Regions from separate parts of the Triticum aestivum genome. Here region 1 is linked to region 2. The links are chromatin contacts, called in public Hi-C maps. All regions are on one chromosome and are shown on one strand. Each heading gives the region's core, a stretch centred on a gene start, on an enhancer-like site or on the middle of the called end of the contact. The rest is flanking DNA. Distances are from core to core; before and after follow the strand shown.

Region 1 (5,988 bases), core at 691-3,190, 460 kb after region 2:
GCAGCAGCAGCACTCAAGCAGCACAAGCCAAGCCGCTGCCTATGAAGCACCGATACGTCGAAAGTTGGCGTGTCTGCGTACCGCACGTCGCCGATACGGCGATACGCACGATACGGCCGCGATACTCGTATCCCAGGCGTATCAGGGTTTCCGATTAAAAAGAAAAGGAAAAAAATGACGATACGCTGGGGACACGCTCGGGATATGGGCAGGACACGGCCGTGCAGCCTCGAGCCCATTAAAGGCCCACGTATACGCCTAACCTCGTTCTCTGTTCGACTTCACGATTTGATCGAGGGCGACGAGCACGCCGCCGCCGCCTGTCTCGCCGCCGGTGCCGTCGCTAGGACTGACTCGTCGCCGCCGCACTGTCAACTCGCCAAGTGACCTCTTCTCCGCCGCTATGGCAAGAGTGAGGTATTGATTCTTGCTGTGTGTGTGTTTGACGTATGTGCTTGGCTGCTTGCTGGCATGTGTGTGTGTGTGCGCGCGCGCGCTTGCCGTATGTGCTTGGTGCTTGCTGATGTTCCTGCTACTGTCTACTGGCACAGAGGGAAATACTCAAATCACCATGTAATCTGCGGGAGATGGCATGACAGCAAGCTAATGGACGAGGATCGAGGACATCGATGACCATTCACGACATGAAAAGACGCATGAGGCAACCAATGGGGCATCATTTTGTTCTCATCTCACGCATTATATTAGTATGTTCTATCTTTATTACATGCCATTTTATTAATTATGTATATATACTCGCCGTATCGCATATTGCTGTTTCTAGAAATTGTCGTATCCCGTATCGCCGTACTCGTATCGCCGTATCGGTGCAACGTAGGCCGCTGCAGCGTTGCTCCAGGAACAGCAAGCCCAGCATGCAGCGCCTCGCGCCTCCGACGAGCACCAGGGCGCCTCGTTCGCGCCGCGCTCCTCCCCAGCGCCAGCCGCCCTCCTCCACGCAGGCCACCTCCTCTGCCTCGCGCTTCTCCGTGCCGGACGCCTAGCCCAGCCTCCCCTGTTCCCGAGCCGCCGCGCCGCCAGCGCCGATCTGGGCGTCCCTGAGTACCCCCTCTCCCTCTCACTATCCAGCTGGGCGAAGGGATGAACTTGGCGACGGCTTGCTGGCGGGAAGGAGGATTCTGGATCAGCACTTGGCGTCCACGCGCCGGTAGTTTGGGCTCCAGATTGCGCCGGGAGACCGCGAAAACGGGGAGGGGAAAGGGGCGCACCTGGAGGTTTTTTCCTCTATAAACACCTAAAATAACTATCGGGGAGGGGAAGGGGGGCGGGGAGCCACTGGAGCCCGGCTCTTTTCAGCTTTTGACTCTCCATAATCAGCTTTTGAGAAACTTCCCACAGAATCAGCCGTCAAGTTCTTTTCTGAGATTGTGGTCTGAGATTATGGGATGAGTTGTGTGCTGAAATGTCCGTAATGTCCCTGAACTGAAACTGTGTGTCGAATTGCTAACATTCAGGCATCAAGCAAATCATCTACTCCTTCCTACCAAACAAACATCTATCCATCCATCGTTCCATGTACAGAGAAGAACTAGGAACAGGGACGAACAAGAAGGAATAGAGGCTGCACCCAGGGCGGCATTACCATGATCAACTACAACATGAGAGATTGTAAATATAATACATCCATTCATCAGTCCATCTATCCATCAATTTTGTAACAAGAAATTGATAGAAAAGAGAGACATGGAGGACAGAACAGAGAAGACAGAGAGGAGAGGAGAGCTCACCTTAGGCGACGGCCCGAGCGAACTCCGGGAGGCGGCGTCGGGCGTTGAGGCCAGCGGCTTCAGGTGAGCGGCCGGGGCGAGCTGTCGGGCGGCGCGGCGGCGGCGGCCCTGTAACCCTATCGCGAGCGCGAGTGCGGAGGTGGGGGATCGAGCGAAGGAGAGGGATTTTTTTTTTCTGAGGGAAGGAGAGGGACTAGTCGTACGACTCGTTTTTTCTGGGCGCGGCCGGCAGTGGCAGTTCTCTCGTAATTTGCCTCTCAGACAGGGGTACTATCTCCAATCGAAACGTTTTGTTTTGTGGGAGAGCCCAGAATCGCCCGAAGCGAGGTTCCCAGGTGAAATGGACAAAAATAGGGTTTGTTTTTTAAATTACTTTCATCTTTGGGTTATTTTTGTCTATTTTGCCAGGTCCCAGACGATTTTCGATTGCACTAGCGATTGTAGTGATTCTCAGATGATTTTAGACAATCAGATTAAAATTCTTTTGAGCTTTTGATTTTTCAGATCAGGATTGTCCAAAATCGAGTGAAAATAACTGGGCTGGAACTGAAAAAAGTGGGTTTTTTTTCCTTCGTTACCCTAAAATAACTAGGCAACCACTGGGCGTCAACCCGGCTGATAGCCCCCGCATCGCTCGTCCTTGGATCATATCATCATAACTGTTACTTCATGCTTTCGCACATCTCATGATTCACTAATCGCACATCTCACCGCACCCTTTTGCGGCACCAGCTCACAACTTCGATTGAAATTGTCGGTGGCTTCGCAACAGTGGTGTTGTTGTGAGCCCACCCTTCACATATCGTGTGGTGCAGCATCCCTGAAGGAACACTCTCTCTTCCTTTGTGTTTGATTGCAGGGACTCGTGGTTGGGAAACAACACTTGGGGGCATGGCGGCTTGTTGCAAAGAAGGGGCGAGTCACCTCGCGACGAGTTCAAGAAGGTATGAAGGGAAGAGGAGAAAATGGGATGGGAGAGGATGTACTTGCAGCAATGCCGCTGCAACGACGGTTTTTGCAACAGCGATGGTCGGCGCCTTTGGCTACAAGGATGAAGGTTTGCAACAACAATGGTTGGTGTCACGCGACTTGCATATGTCTTGCAGCACGATGGTTTGAGGGTTGCAGCAGCGCGGCGGTCCGACCTAAAAGACCAGTGGTTCAGTGGTTGCAGCAACACAGAGCGGTGACTCGTTGTGCATCGGTGGTGATGGAGCGCGAGGTAGGAGACTACTCATGCGAGAACAAAGGGGAAATGCACAGGCCCACTGGACATATGTTGCGTGCGCTACGCGGTCAAGTAAATGTAGCGACCGGTTAGGTGAACCGAAGCGTCTTCCAAATAACTATCGAGGACGTGATGCATGAGCTAGTGGACTTTCCCTGAGGCCCAACAACTACTGACATACCCAGTTAGTCAGTCCGATCAAAATCCAATATAAATGAACAATGCATGCCACCTCATTCCACCTATATAATTACCACCACTCTCCACCCCCTAAACCCTACCCGCCCATGCCAGTTCACCCCGCCACTGCCGTGAACCACCACCCTCTCCCTAGTTAGGTAGGTAGGTAGGCTGTCGTTGTTGTCGTCACCGGTGGGTACCGCTGACCAAGATGTAGAATCTTCGTGAAGACCCTAATGGCGAAGACCATCACGTTGAAGGTAGCCCTCAGAAACCATCGACAATGTGAAGACCAAGATCTAGGACATGGAGGGCATCCCCCGGGCTAGCAGCGAGTCATCATCGCTGGCGATCAACTAGAGGACGGATGCATGCTCATTGACTACAACATCCAGAAGGAGTCGATGTTGCACCTAGTGCTCCGTTTGAGGGGGGTGCCAAAAGATGACCTACACCAAGCCCAAGAAAGTAAAGCTCATTGTTATGTGGTCCTATGGGGTTGGCGACTCCACCGGCAAGGTTACCTGCCTCTGCAAGGAATGACCCAACGCTAATTGTGGCCAACCACTCCGGCCACCACTACTGCAGTAATTGCAACCTTGCCTATGTCTACAACTAGGAGGCGTAGGTTGCTATGATCTTCACTTTCCTGGGAGAAGAAAAACCAGAAAGTTTTGGTTAGCAGCTAATGTTTGTGTGTTGTTTTGAAGTGGCATTTTGAAACACCAAACACATGTACCCTCTTATGGTGTGCGTACTTTTTGTTTTGATATCATGTCGTGATGGATTGTTAATTAGGATTATATTGGAGTTATTCATTTTGTTATATATTTCTGCCGATGTGCCACTCGTCATCTGAGTAACCTATGTATTCCATGATACTTGTTATGTCCCATATTGTGTTGTTTTACATGCTTGTGTGCTATATAAATCATGTAGATCTTATAATGTTCATGTACATCTTATAGTGTAAGGTGAAGCATAATGGTATTCGTTTGATCATAGTTATGTTGTGATTCATTTTGATGCTTTGTGGGATAGTGTTATGTTGTTGTTGCAGACATTTGTTGTGTTTTTCAAAGGCATAACAAATAGTCACACATTAACACAACTTGTCAAATTAGCTGAAACATAACTCAGTTCAACATCATATGTAATGATCCATCTTAACAAACTCACAATGCTATGCTAGCTAGCATTAACGATCAAATATGTGACACTTGAATTAAATGTTATGCACAATAAATTTGAACAAATCCATAAGACAATTAGGTCACATAATATTGCACAATATTATAGAGCTAGTGCAGAACAAGCTCGCTAATTTTCGAGTTACTGTTTACTCCATGTAGCAAGTATTATTGGTTGGCAGCCAGTACTTTTTAGCTTTTCTCAAGCTATATTGTCAATTTAAAACCAGGACGCTACTTGAGAAAGTTGTTTACGCCAACGTGACAGGTAATTTTCAGGCTTTAGCAGATCAGACAGTTCGTGCTGGCGTCCCTCCAGGCAGGACAGATGACCGAAACCCGCCCCAAATCAAAAGCGTTGGGGGCAAGATTATATAAGTGCAAATGTTGCGCCTTCGGCACAAATGCATGAGACTAGAAGTACAAATAAGAGTTTTCAGGGCTAGCTGAGTACTTCAGTACAAAATACCATTTCTTTACAACATATTCGAAATCTACCAAGATTCCTGACTTTTCAGGAAACAAATCGGTACAGCGTAGGGAGAAAAGATATGAGAAGGCGAATACTGCAAGTGGAATCATCGACACAAAATAATACATTCAGAACGACACAATACATCTCTCAGCAGGGTCTTCTTTTGTCCACTTTCAAATGATGGATGTTGAACCATCTCTTCCTGCGAAGCCGCTCTTTAGGTTTCTTTTCTTTTTTATTAGGGCCCTCTTCATCGCTCGCTGATGCCTCCATCGTCGTCGGACTCTTTGATTTCTTCTCTTTTCTTACACTTTGATCATCATCACTTTTGGACCCTTTAGAGGATGTTTTCCCTTTGCTGTCACTGGAACTCCGCTTTAGAGTTGGGCTGTTGGTGTAGGATGCATGAATGGCATTCCTTTCGTTGAGAAGCTCATCAATCTATGCAAGAACATTATGTGAGAACAAGGCAAGGAACAGAAATAGATGTTCCACAAATACACGTACCGTTTGCATCTCTTGAGCATATCTGCTGGTCATCTCAGTGAACTTTGCTAAAACCTGCCAATTCCAACTCTTAACAATGATGTGTTTTCACTTAAAAGTCTGTTTCCGTAGATAATCTGCAAAAGGTGAGGGCATACCTCTCTATACTCCGACTCAAATTTAGACAGCTCGGACCGTTTTGCAAGTATCTTTGCCTCCACGCTTCGTAGCTTCTCCTTTTCGTTGGAAAAGGGTTCAGCACATACAACCTCTAAGGTATAGGTTGCACTTTTGAAGAAATTATCGCCTAATAGACCAAATGCTTTATGTAAGCCTATACATGTTTGCCATGGGTAATTTTACAGGAAGTAACATAAAGTGGCATACCATAAACAGCAAAATAATGGGTCCCTTCTTTCAGTTCATTAACTTCGCATGGTTGAAAACCATCCAATCTCTTAAAGAATGCACTATCGGGATCTTTTGCAGCAGCAGCCTCGAAATAATTGGAGCTTGTAAAGAGGCAAGCCAACAAAGAAACAAAAGGATAGACAACAAGACACTATTTGTATACTCACTGAATTATTATGTTCAAAACGGTACACGGGAAAGCCAAGAAAGAACATCCCAGCAGAAGTAACTTTCCCGGTCTTTGCACTATCTTCCTGCAACAGAATGGTA
Region 2 (6,163 bases), core at 1,425-3,924:
GGCTGATGCGGCTACACCAGTTGTCGATGGTTCTGCAGTACAAGAGAAAGGTGGCACGTCGACAGAACGAGGTTCCACAGTAGTTCAGGAAAAAGGTGGCCCATCACTGGAGCGTGAAACTTCTGGCAGTGTGTCTGTATTGCCTTCTGGTCGCAAACGTCTCATGCCATCATCGCAGATGAGAGATGATGCATCACATGGAGAGGCTAATGATGCCAATCCTCCATCAAAGAAACCTAAAGAGGATTCTGTTCAGAGTTCCAGTGAGTTAAAAACTGATCAATCGGCCCCTGAAGATGTAACGACTGAGGCTCCTGTGGTTATTTCGATAGACAACCAAGATGTGCAACAACAGCCTGGAGAAGAGATGAACACGGATCAGGCTTCCATGCCAGTTGAAGAGGTTGAGGACATCAAGGATGACGAAGCGGGTAACAATGATGACATGGAAGAATATACAGGTGCATCAATGGACATCGAAGGCCAGGATGCTGAAGTTAATATGGACAGTGATGCAACTGCTGTGGAAGATGTGCCGCTTAAGTCAGAGGCAGTAGTGGAATCGTTTGATGAAGACCAGAAACACGAAGATGCGAAGGAAGAGGGCCAGATTACTACAGCCACCGATGCCGAGGATGAGAGGGAGGAGGGGGAGTTGCCGGATGAACCTGAACAACAATCAGATAGCAGTCCCCTGGATATTGGTGAGCAAGCAGGTGATGCTTTCAGGGCAGCATCTCCAAGTGGGGCAGCAGCAAAGAGCGATGCAGACATGTCAGAGGAGATTGTAGAAGGTGATGGTACTGCTGAACTTGCTGAGGTGGAGCCAGACCAAAGCCCTCTAGCACAGTCAGGCGGAGCGGATGCATCACCAAGCAGAACCACAGATGCATCCCCTGTACGTGAACCTTCCCCTTCAAACCCAGCCATTGCTGGCGCATCTTCTGAACAACAGAATCCCGGTACCGCAGCAGAGAATGTGGGAAGAACAATCAACTTGACGGAGAGGGCAATACAAAACAGAACAAACAGACAAAACAGACTTGTACGGACGAGCACTCCACAGCCTTCCTCTTCCAGGGGTCGTTCTCGAGAAGCCGGGCGCGGACGTGGACGTTCCCGGCGAGGTGGTCAGCCATAGTGAGGTGGAAAAAAATTGGTGTCGTCGCTGGAAACTTGTAGTTGCATCTTTTGCCCAACTACGTAGACTACTTTTTGCCATGAACTACTGAACAAGCTTTGCTGCCGGAGTAAAGCATTGCATGACTAGTAGCCGTCGAGTAAGCAAATATACGCTGCCCGACTCGTTTACAAATGGTATGATACTAAGCGGCTGTGTTATGGCGCGCTCATGTGCGCTTGAATTGCTGTGAGGTCACATCACTAATTGCTACGTGAAACTGGTCATCAATCGTGTCTAAGTTCACCTTATGCGTTAAATTCAGCTCTGGTTTGTTGGCGTTGCGTGCCAGTTGCTGGGGTAGGCGGTGGCTTTCTTAAGGACGCGTGTGGGTTGTTGTCCGTTCTGACTTTTTTTGAACGCATGTACACAAGAGCCATGCTTTTTACACTTTACACTTTCGTTTTCCTTTTGCGCCTTAGGACTTAGTTTAACATGGAGCTTACATTTGCCATATGATGTACTGAGCAATAAAAATCTAAAATCTAGAAAGTGAGTGTCAACTAATCCATCTAGAACATAACACGCCCCGAAAAGCCGTTGGCAGGGCGACACAACTTAAGCCAGAGCCTTTGCCTAGATCACCGAAAACAACGTCCCTTCTAACCAAGGATCAAATTCAGATTTTCACTATGATTGGACCGAACAATGGGTCTTCTTTCATCTATACAAGCTTGTGTTTTTGTGTGGCTAACACAGCAAGCTTCATCATGCATAATACTTCATCATTAATTTATCGAACTAAAAAGAAAAATACATTGAACTACACATTATTGGCAACAACAAAGCAAAGCGAGATATGCGATGGATGCTTCCTTCCTACGCATCCATGCATACCCCATACAGGTACACTCTCCAATCACACACAAAAAACGTCGACAGCGCGCTCGCACGCAGTCGCTGATACATGCATACGCATGCCTTGCCTATGCATAGCAGCTATTTTATTGTAGCAACCAAAAGCTAGCGGAAATTGAATTGTAGCAGGCTAGCTACCCATTGATCGATAGGCGTAACGTGGACGCGTTGGCCGGCCGACTCGATCCATGCATCAGGGGGACTCCGTGGTGGCTGCGGGGCGGAAGGGGTTGGGCACCTCGAAGCCGGGGTTGGGCACCCAGGTGTCGTCGGCGCCGGGGATGAACTGCGCCCTGGCGGCGACCGGGATGCTGTGGTCCAGCCCGCCGATGTCCGGCCTGTAGTGGCTGCCCAGCTCGTACCGCCCGATCCCCGGGATCAGCACCGTCCCCTCCTGGAACGTCTCCGGCCGCTTCACCGCATCCTCCTTCCCGGCCGGGACGTCGCGCGCCGTTGCCGAGCCCGCGCACGCCGCGGCCGCCACCAGCGCCGCGAGGATCAGCAGGGACGCCGACTTGCAGGCCATGTCGATCGAGTGGCTATGTGATCGCGACTAGTGGCAGTAGCTAAGTGAGCCTCTTGCTGCTGTCTCGATCGCTGGCTGTTGCTTTCGTTGTGGTGGATGATGTTGATTGCTCGCCTTGCCGGGCTTATATAGAAGAGCGTGGCGTAAAGGCCACGGGGGAGTTCGCCCGCTGGCGCGCCGCGGGGCGGATGGGAGCTAGGAAAAGGCGGTGCGTTCAATTCGTATGCACGGCGCACGCTGTAACCAACGCCGGGCCGTGCGTTATTGTGCGCGCGCGAGTGAGCAAAAAAGGGCTTCTTCCTAGGGTGTGAATGACGTCGACGAGCATGCGGCGCGAGCGATCGGACGCGGGAAAGGGCCGTACGTGGACGACTGGCAGGGCGCGGTTGAGTTGGTTGCTTGCGTCGTACGTACCGTTCGATTGGGGGCGCGCGCGAGGAGGGAGGGACCCTGCGCCGCGCGGTTGTTGGTCTAGAAGCCATGCCAGGTCCGGAAGCTCCAGCTACCCTCGCCTGCTCTTTATGGCGCCGCCGCGATCGACCACGGGGAGGCTACTTATTTCCTTTCTCTTGCTATATCTCCATTTTGCCACATTTGTGTGGCAGATTTTCCGGACACGGTGTTTTGGCTCCTAGGTGCATATGCACCTATTGTCTAAATACACATTTTGAAAAGTTAAAATTTTTGAAACAAAAATCCCGCGGGTATATCCGGACATTCTATGTGCATGCACAAAGTTTCGGTGAAAAACGATGTTTTTTGCGGCTTGTGCAAAAAAGATAAAAAAATGCAAAATGAATAGTTGTAATGAAGCATCAGAAATTGTCTTTTTTACACAAGCCACAAAAAACCTCGTTTTTCACCGAAAACTTTGTGCACGCACATAGAATATCCGGATATACACGCGAGATTTTTGTACAGAATTTTTCAACTTTTTAAAATGTGTATTTAGATAATGGATGCATATGCACCTAGGAGCCATTGCCCAATTTCCAGATTTTCCAATGTACTACTTGTAGCTTTGATTTACCTAGCTTTGATTCACACCAATAATTATGAACATTTACATTACCAAATCAATATCACTGGATCTATTGAGAAATGCATTTTCATAAATGTATTTATTGGATATTGCATATGTTGATCTTTTCTAAATAGTTCATCAGACTTAAAGCTGTTTAACTTAATACGAAACTAAGTGGTCTTGTATAGATCAAAGGAAGGAATTTTTATTATTCCTGCCCTGCATCGGACATTTGACTTTGCAGCTACATTGTCAGGATTAGGGAAGGTGGCCCAACTAATTTTTTTTTTTTGAATATTTGGCCCAACTAATATTATTGGTGTGAATCTCCATTACAAATCTGACGGCAGATACAGCGTGCAATCACGAACGATTTGCAACTCACAACAAACCAAAGACTGAACTTTATTGTTAAGTCCGCACAAATTAACCAGAATGCACAATGTCTTTAGTATGTTCTTTTTTTTGCATGCACACATGTGCTAAAATAATCAGATCAGATAGTAATAACATATATCGCACAATAAAGTACACCCATATATCGGATGGCAGATACATCAGCATGAAACCTCAAACCAGTATTTGACACGCAGGTTAATTTGGCGAATTCAGACGTCATGAATCTGCTGTCGATGCTATTCTAATGTACAAAGTCAGGCCGAAGCAGGCGGGTAACATTCTATTTTCATGGTGGTGTTTACCTTATTTTGATCATTCTGTGAACGAATGGCGAAAGTATAATCTCTCCAACAACATTGGCTAGTAAACCGCCAGCCACAAGCTGCAGTATCCAGCCATACTGCAGGTTCTCCTCTTGCATGTTACTGACTCTATCCCACAGTCATCGTCGGCCCTGCATCTGTGGCTAGGGAACACATCTGGTATGTGGCACGCACTCTCCCATGGGGAGCCAACGTTCTGCCGGAAAATTGTCTCTGGACAGACTTTGGATGACAATGCGCTCGCACGAATCGGTTGGTTGCCGTCCTGCAGAGAGGTTCTCGATATCGTTATGATGACAGTACAGAGTAAGATTAATGCTCCTACAAATAGGAGCTAGGGCATCATATGGTTTCCTAACTTGCGTTCTGATGTAAGGTGGTATGGAATCACCTTAACAACTGTCCAATTGGTGGGAACATCCAGTCGAGGAGTTTTCTCGTGCCACGTGCTCATTACTGGAAGGGGGTGGCCCTCTGTTGTAAATATGTAATTTTTGTTCCTCAAGAATGAATCGTCGTAAAGGAGAAAAAGATATTTGCACCTGCAGAAGAGTTATCAACTGTCATCTCAACAGTGACCGGATCTATCAGCGCGAATGAGACAGTTTTGCTCCAACTGCTTATTAGAAACAATAGGACGATTAACAGCTCACGTTTCTGAAAGAAAGAAGCTGTGTTGATGATCTTCAAGGTTCATTGTTGAAACATCTCTGATACTAGCAAAACCTCCTTCCACTTTGGTGTAGTAATTAAGTGATCCAATTATAGCTTCACCCACTTCTAGGTACCAAGGATCTATAGAGATCAGTGGTGTTAGCGATCTGGACATCATATTATCTTTATCTGCTTGATTAATATTTTAAGAAAAAAAAACCCCAACAATATTATTTGTCTGTTATTCATGATCACACCTTTAGTTGCTTGATAAAGATAAAATGTAGACTCAGCAAACTCTGGACGTAAAGGATAGTACTTCTCTGTAGGATGCAAAATTCCGTAGTCTAACAGATATCTGCAAAGTACAAAGCATGCATCAAAAAAATACAGTGTAAAACCTGAAAGCAAGTTTTGGTCATACTCTTGTCAGTCTTGTGTATCATACTCCGAATTTATTTCAAACAGTCACACAATACTTCCATTTTCCTTTACAAACTGATGGTCAAGAGGTACTTAGTTTTTAATTATTAATACCTTTCAGGAAGGACGCCGAACCTTTGCCATACATTGTAAAATTCACGATGTGACAGATTTGCAGCAGCAACATCTCCTAGTAATGTCTGGTGATGATGATAGCAGTAAGCAAAACAATACAAGATAAAAAATTCCACAATAAGGTGCTACATCAACCATGTACAGAGTCAGCAGACCTGAACACCAGGCCAGAAGGCCTGGAGGCTAGTTAGTTGCCAGTGTGTTGCTTCTCCAGTCCTGATATCAGCCTCATGGTACCTGAGAAGATGGATGAGTATTACTGTCCGGTACAAGCATATTGTGGCGACAAGTAACTAGCATGGAATGGAAATTTTTGAATGAATATGGCATGATTAAAGGGTGTACCATGGCCCGTGTCGGAAATACTTCTGCACTGCTAGGTAAGCAGAATGAAACATATCCCAGTATTCATCACTTCCAAAAAGGATATATGCCTTAATCAAATACTCGTAAAATGAATCAACTCCTGAAAATATGTTACGAAAGATCATCAATATGTCTCAAGCACATATATGTTCTAATTAGACAGAATTAAACGACATATACAAAGAAACACTTGTAAAAAAACAATTATGCTACAAATTTGATGTTGGTATAAGCGATACACCAAGTGGGCTAGCATAAGAAGTAGTACCAGCACC

Evidence for each region. Hi-C and Micro-C count contacts between places; a contact is called where the count stands out from the background.
Region 1: a Hi-C map of leaf shows a contact between it and region 2, with 3 times the contacts expected there. The contact joins the promoter of LOC123145524 here to the promoter of LOC123145521 in region 2. A contact is called at or near these places in 3 of 5 Hi-C or Micro-C datasets (all in leaf).

Annotation. Positions count from the first base shown.
Region 1 is chr6D:421,879,519-421,885,506 of IWGSC CS RefSeq v2.1, forward strand. It overlaps LOC123145524 (craniofacial development protein 1), which reads right to left and starts at 1,941. Exons shown (of 5, transcript XM_044564954.1): 1 at 1,749-1,941. LOC123145525 (chaperone protein dnaJ 16) reads right to left here. Exons shown (of 11, transcript XM_044564955.1): 7 at 5,886-5,972; 8 at 5,695-5,803; 9 at 5,466-5,614; 10 at 5,329-5,382; 11 at 4,768-5,262. The coding sequence ends at 4,969.
Region 2 is chr6D:421,414,576-421,420,738 of IWGSC CS RefSeq v2.1, forward strand. It overlaps LOC123145521 (putative cell wall protein), which reads right to left and starts at 2,675. Exons shown (of 1, transcript XM_044564949.1): 1 at 1,885-2,675. The coding sequence starts at 2,564. The coding sequence ends at 2,232. LOC123145520 (nuclear-pore anchor) reads left to right here. Exons shown (of 48, transcript XM_044564948.1): 48 at 1-1,444. The coding sequence ends at 1,141. LOC123145522 (alpha-mannosidase I MNS5) reads right to left here. Exons shown (of 17, transcript XM_044564950.1): 10 at 6,157-6,163; 11 at 5,868-5,988; 12 at 5,678-5,759; 13 at 5,502-5,587; 14 at 5,222-5,322; 15 at 4,964-5,105; 16 at 4,702-4,852; 17 at 4,072-4,575. The coding sequence ends at 4,348.